Regions from separate parts of the Sus scrofa genome. Here region 1 is linked to region 2. A link is a contact called in public Hi-C data. All regions are on one chromosome and are shown on one strand. Each heading gives the region's core, a stretch centred on a gene start, on an enhancer-like site or on the middle of the called end of the contact. The rest is flanking DNA. Distances are from core to core; before and after follow the strand shown.

Region 1 (3,279 bases), core at 322-2,821, 40 kb before region 2:
GGCCTGCAATGGCTGGAGAGGCAGTATGACCCTGGCGTGGTGCACCCACCTGGGCAGACAGTCAGCGTCCGGCTGCCCTCCAGCGAGAGGAGCGGCTGCTTCTGGGCCACCACCCGGAAGAAGTGTCCAGGGGAAGTGTGCTCACCATCAGACAGGCTGAAGCGGAAGCCTCCATCCAGGGCTCCTAGGACAGGGGTGGAGTTGGGTCTCGCTGGCCCATGCCGGCGCCCACGCTCAGGGCATCCCCACCTCTCAGCACTTACCTTTGTGTGAGAACAGCACAAGCCCGCCGTCCAGCTGGGCCTGGGTGAAGCTGTGGACCTCGGTGCCCGGCTCTGTCCGCAGCAATACCCGTCCGTTGATAGGCTGCTCAAGGGTGTAGACCAGGTCCTCGGGTCCTGAGTCGTTGTCTGCACCCCTAAGGGCCTCCGTAGGGATAGGCACAGTGGCCCCTTCCCACATCTGGGGACACAAGCCTGTGAAGGTTCTGCCCTGGCCAAGCTCACCCACTTCCTTCCTCCCAGGCCCTGGGGTGGCGAGCAGGGCTCCAAGCACTGGGCTCAGGCTCTTAGCTGGCATGGAGGTGCACGCTGTCCTGGGCTTCCCTGCACAAAGCCCCAGCCCCTTCACCTTGCCCTGTTAGCCCAAGGGCCTCCATGCGAAAGCTCCCTGCTCCCCACCTGCCCGAATCCTGCTTGTCTCTAAGGTGAACTCATGGAAATTTACCTCTAGAGAGCCCTTTACCATGACCCGGAGTGCTGCTTAATGTGGTTCACTGGCAGGGCAGGGGTCTCTCTTCAGACCCTCCATGGTGAGTCTGGCACACTATGGGAACGGTGGTTTATTTGTTTGTTTTTTGGCTTTTTAGGGCTGCATCCTTGGCATATGGAAGTTCCTGGGCTAAGGGTCTAATAAGAGTGGCAGTTGCTGGCCCACACCACAGCCACAGTAACACCAGATCTGAGTAGCACCTGCACCACAGCTCACAGCAAAGCCAGATCCTTAACCCACTGAGTGAGACCAGGGATCGAACTTGTGTCCTCATGGATACTAGTCAGGTTCATTACCGCCGCGCCACAACAGGAATTCCTGGGCATGGTGATTTTGGTCTGCCCAGGATATTTATTTATTTATTTATTCATTTAGTCTTTTTGTCTTTTTAGGGCCACACTCACGGCCCACGGAGGTTCCCAGGTTAGGGGTGTAATCAGAGCTATAGCTGCCTGCGTACACCACAGCCACAGCAACGCAGGATCTGAGCCACGTCTATGACCTACACCACAGCTCACGGCAATGCTGGATCCTTAACCCACTGAGCAAGGCCAGGGATTGAACCTGAAACCTCATGGTTCCTAGTCGGATTCGTTTCCGCTGCACCACGATGGGAACTCCTGCCCAGGATATTTAGAAATGGGCTCCCCTTCCATACGAGGGAGGGTATGGGAGGCTTGGTAAGCTGGAGCAATACTGGGAGGGATGGAGCCCAGTGTTTCCAGTGCAATCACAGGCCCCAGGCAGGTGGGTGAGAACATGCTGGGTGCAGGCAGCCTCTCCCTCTGCTCAGAGGGAAGGGGAGCACTTCCTCCCCGAGGCCTCCCACCAGCTAGCAGGGCAGGATCCTGCTCCCAGGGCCCTGTTACATGTCCTGCTGGGTCAGCAACTTATGGGCAGTATTGGGGAGGGGTTTCTATCCCTGGAAAACTGAGCCCTCTGGGATTCCTTCCCCCAGCCCAAGGCAGACCTCTGCCGGAACACTGGAAGGAGGGCCACCAAGTACAGAGGCCAAGCGTCAGCGCGGGGTTCCCGGCACAAACACAGTGGGCAGCGCCATCTTGTGGCTGAAATGCCACACAGCACCATCTGACTGTGGTCCCAGGGCAGCCCTTAGCTGTACCTTACCCTCTGCTGGCCTCTCCACCAGGCACATCCTATACCAGCAAAGATTCCCAGTGCCCCATGTCACAGACATCCCATCAGCCCTCTCTTGAAACCTTCCATGGCTGCTTCTGACCCAGAGTTCATACCATAGAAGTCAGCATCCAAGGCCCAGCCATTCGCTATCCTGCTGTGTGGCCTCGGTCAAGCCACACTCTTTCAGTTCCACCAGTAACTTCCTTTGTGACCCATGGAGAAGTTATGATACCTGTCTTGGCCTCAACCTCCACTTCTGATGGATGGGGGCACCACTACTCTGCAGTAGTGTAAGAGGCAGCGAGCTGGGGAGCCAAGCTGTGGCCATGATTTGCTGCAGGTGGAAGTGGGGAGCAGTTGGAGTCCACCCTCAAGGGTTTTTTTTGTTTTTATCTTTTTGTCTTTTTGGGGCTGAACCCACGGCATATGGAGATTCCCAGGGTGGGGGTAGAATCAGAGCTGTAGCTGCCAGCCTACGTCACAGCCACAGCAATGTGGGATCCGAGCTGTGTCTGCCACCTGCACCACAGCTCACTACAATGCTGGAACCTTAACCCTCTGAGTGAGGCCAGAGATTGAACCCGCAACCTCATGGAAACTAGACGGGTTCGTTTCCACTGAGCCATGATGGGAACTCTTACCTTTAAGGGTTTGAAAGAATTTTCTTCAGGAGTTCTGTTTTTTTTTTTTTTTTTTTTTTGTCTTTTTGCCTTTTCTGGGGCTGCTCCCGTGGCATATGGAGGTTACCAGGCTAGGGGTCTTAATTGGAGCTGTAGCCACCAGCCTACGCCAGAGCCACAGCAATGTGGGATCTGAGCCGCATCTGCGACCTATACCACAGCTCAAGGCAACACTGGATCCTTAACCTGCTGAGCAAGGCCAGGGACCAATCCCGCAATCTCGTGGTTCCTAGTCGGATTCATTAACCACTGCACCATGACGGGAACTCCGAGGAGATCTGGTCTTGAGCCACTGCAAAAGCTTCCTGCTAAAGGTGAGTCCAGGGAAGACAGGGCCAAGCATGCCCCTGCACAAGGCTGTCTACTGCACTTAGAAGTGTCCAATAAGAAAGCCTTAACCTGTGTTCTATTTTCAGTGCAATAGCTCTTCTCGCTTCCCGATAACCTAGTGAGGCATGTGGCAGTGTCCTCATTTTACAGAAGAGGAACCTGAGGCTCAGAAAGGGGGAGCTATGTGCTGGGTCTCTCTCTGGGAGGGGAGGCGGGAGGTGGTTCTAGAATGCTCTCACCTGCAGGCCTGTGTTTGTGGTGAGGACAGGGGGTTGGTCGTTGACAGGCAGGATGGTGATGGTGAAGGCCACGGGATGGCTCTGGCGGTCCATCTCTGAAGCATTAGCCACTAAGATGA
Region 2 (3,203 bases), core at 609-3,108:
CTCCGGGGGTGAGCTCTGTTAAAGTGGGAGGGAAGGGTGCATGTGGAGCAGAAATGGGGTGGCTTGTGACCTGCTGGGGTAAGGAGTGGCTTGCTTTCCCCTAAGAGAGCCATGCGCAAGGACAGCAGGCGGGCAGTGTGTAGGGGAGGTGTCAGGAAGTCTCCTGGGGTCTGAAATGTTTGGAGACCACCGCCTCCCCGGGCCCAGGAAGGTGAAGGTCCCAGCCCCACATCTTGCCCATATCAGCACGAAGGGATCATCAGGGCTGTGGCCCAGCAGGTCCTCAGCTTCATCCAGGAAAAGCTGACTAGGATGGGGGAGAGGAAGCGGCACTGCCCGTGGCCGGAGGCCAAGCGAGGCTGGCTCAATCCCCCCCGCCTTGCCCAGCCCTCCCTCTCCAGAAACCAGGGGCTCGGCTGGCTGCCCCACGGCTGATGAGAGAGGCACAGGCAGGATCTGCTGCCTCTGGAGCGGGACCCTGCCCTCTGTTCCAAGCCTTTTGGTCCCACGAAGGGCTTCTGGGGCTCCCAGCTCACCCGGCTGGTCTGTGGGGGCCCTCACTGTGCCTGCTGGTTGGAGTGAGTGCAGAGTGTGGTTTTGTCGCCTTTGATCCAAAGAGAGTCCTGGGGTTTGTGCTCTGGTTCCATCTCTGCTGCTAATGCAATAGGAGACTCCGGGGAAGTCTTTACTCCTTTCTGGTCCTCGTTTCTTAATCTGTGTACCGAGGCTGTGACACCCTCTCTAAAGCCAGCAGTCATTCCTCCAGACCAAATCCCTCATCTGAGCTATGAAGTGGTGGGTAAAAGCAGACCCCAGGGCCCCCCAGCCTCCTGTTTTTTAGGGGTGAAGGGGTCTCTAGCATTTCCTCAGCGGGGGGGCTCATCCATCAATCTTTTGGCAGCTGGATAGCTTCCCTGCCTTTCAATGTCTTTCCTCACATTCCTGCCACCGCAGGGGGCGTTCTTGACCACCAGCAACGAAAGTAGCTTCTTCTTTTTTTTCTTTGTTTTAATGAATTTTATTTTTTCCATCATAGCTGGTATACAGGGTTCTGTCGATTTTCTACGGTACAGCAAGGTGACCCAGTCACACATACATATTTACCTTCTTTTTCTCACATTATCATGCTCCATCACAAGGGACTAGATACAGTTCCCAGAAGTAGCTTCTGGAGGCCTCAGCATTACCCTCTATGTGCCTTCATTTTTTCCCCAGTCCCTGCCTGAAATGCCAGCAGCAGGTAGTATTCCTCTAAAGATGTCACACCCTGGGATAAAAACCTGGGAAGCTATCAGACAGTCCCACCTTAGTGTGAAATAATTGGCTTGAAACTTTCCCAAGAAAAACCAGACTGTGATAGAAGGGAGGGCATCTAGAATATGGGGGGGGGAGAGTTGGGAGGGGCAGGGAGCAGAGGGCCACCCCCAGGCGGCTGTGCAGGTGGCAAGAACCCTTTACCCATGAGCGGTGCACTCTTTCAGGGCACCCACCAGGAGTGAAGAGCTGGATCTGTCACTCCACCTCTCCCTTCTCCCTTCCCGACCCAGAGCCCTGGGGATGGACCCTCAGGATGTTTAGTCGGGTTGGGATCGGGGACCGTGGGGCCCCCACTGAGTCCTCAGGGTTCCGCAACTGAGCTGCCAGCGTAGAATTTCTCAGCCACGGTTCAGGCGCCACGGCAACTGGGGGAAATAAACACTCTGGGTTTCACAGTCCAAGTTCTGTGGTGATGTCATCCTTAGCTCCAGACTGCGGGCCCCTGCAGCTGGCTGCACCCCAGCCGGCCTCCACTGCTCAAACCGGAGGACCGTCTTCCTTCCCAGCCTCCACGCAACCTCTGGTGCCAGGGAGAGAGAGTGGACCCGGGGCCTTGGGCAGAGGACCCAGGGCCAGCTCCTTGCCAGCCACTTAGATCTCTCAGCAGCAATCTGCTATTACTCCCTCTTGGGCCCCAGGCATGAAACTGCCCAAGGGGGCCAGGAACCCTGTGTTCTATGGGCAGCACCCAGAGAAGAAGGTGCAGGTGCCCTCGGGGCAGGAGGTAAAGCAGACCCCTGTGGTCCTGGCAACCATCAAAGGTGAGAGCAGGCCCCCTGCCCTGGGTTTGGGCTCATTCCCCTCTCTGCAGAGCTGCTGAGAGTGTCCCAGCCTTCTAGCCCTTGAAGCTACAGAAGATCAGTTTCCAAGCTGAACCTTGCAGGCAATACTAGCTGCTGGGAATTTTGGGGGGTGGTTTGGGGAGAGAGGGAGTAAGGGATGTGAAGTAAAGCCAGTTTTGGAAAAATGCTAGGGATTCAGTGGCATCTTTAGCCCAGCTTTAGCTTTCCTCACTTCCCTTCACTCTTATGCTCAACTGAAAGCAGACAAACTGATTCTTACTACATTGTGAATGACTGATTGTTGCTCTGTATGGGAGGTGGTTTAGCGTATGATTAAATATTTGGGCTCTGTTGGCTAATGGCTCAGAATTTTCACACTAACAACTTGTGTGACTTTGGGCAAATTGATATTTCTAAGCCTCGTTTTTCTCATCTGTAAGGTGGGAAGATTAGGAGTATGCATCTTACAGAGGTGTTGAGAGGCTTAACTGAAATAACCCGTGGAAAATGCTCCGCATAGTACTAGGCACAGAATAAACTCTCAGTTACTTGTAATTATTACTTTTCTTCCTATGCATTGCCTGTCGGAGAGAAACTGCATCTTATCTGGGAATACTGCCTTTCCCCAAAGGAAGCAGCTCGATGGTGGGATTGGTGGCAGTGCGACATCAGTGGGAGCAAAGACCGCCCCACCCTCTGCCCCCTCCCCATGTTCACGAGGCCCACTGCATTTGGGGCTTCTCCCACCTCTGATCTGACGGGCCCAGGCTCAGGGCCGCCCCGTCTGTGCTCACAGGTCCCGGGCCTGCCAAGTACCTCCGGCCGTCCTGCACGGGCTACATAGACCATGATATCTCCATGTTCCAGGAGCCGGCCTACACCCTGCACACCCGGCACTCAGAGAAACGTGAGTGCTCACCTTCCCTTGAATGGGACACACAGGTGGCCCTCTGGGTCCAAGAGGAAGCTGGCAGGATGCCAAGTGCCCTGTCCCTCTGAAGGCAAATCCGTGGGCCTCTCCGGCCTGGACCTCCAGATTGAGCTTAGAGGGGACGATGCCACGTCCAGCAGGCAGAGCAGGGTCCCCTTCTGCCTGCTTTTTCG

Evidence for each region. A called contact is a pair of places that touch in the nucleus more often than the background predicts.
Region 1: a Hi-C map of retroperitoneal adipose tissue shows a contact between it and region 2, with 2.2 times the contacts expected there. The contact joins the enhancer-like site here to the promoter of ODF3L1 in region 2. A contact is called at or near these places in 12 of 47 Hi-C or Micro-C datasets (adipose tissue, embryonic fibroblasts, fetal heart ventricle and 5 more) and 1 of 2 datasets of contacts at active chromatin or transcription factors (skeletal muscle).

The regions. Positions count from the first base shown.
Region 1 is chr7:57,977,388-57,980,666 of Sscrofa11.1, reverse strand. CSPG4 (chondroitin sulfate proteoglycan 4) reads right to left here. Exons shown (of 10, transcript XM_003128485.6): 5 at 3,161-3,279; 6 at 264-462; 7 at 50-184. Among named protein-coding and RNA genes, the nearest start is that of CSPG4, 30 kb to the right of the region's middle. Within about 2 kb of position 1,571, at least 14 of the 83 cell types and tissues checked have an H3K27ac peak or open chromatin away from gene starts, as enhancers often do. A contact at or near this core is called in adipose tissue and retroperitoneal adipose tissue, where this site is marked.
Region 2 is chr7:57,937,675-57,940,877 of Sscrofa11.1, reverse strand. ODF3L1 (outer dense fiber protein 3-like protein 1) reads left to right here and starts at 1,858. Exons shown (of 4, transcript XM_001929275.5): 1 at 1,858-2,078; 2 at 2,896-3,006. The coding sequence starts at 1,958.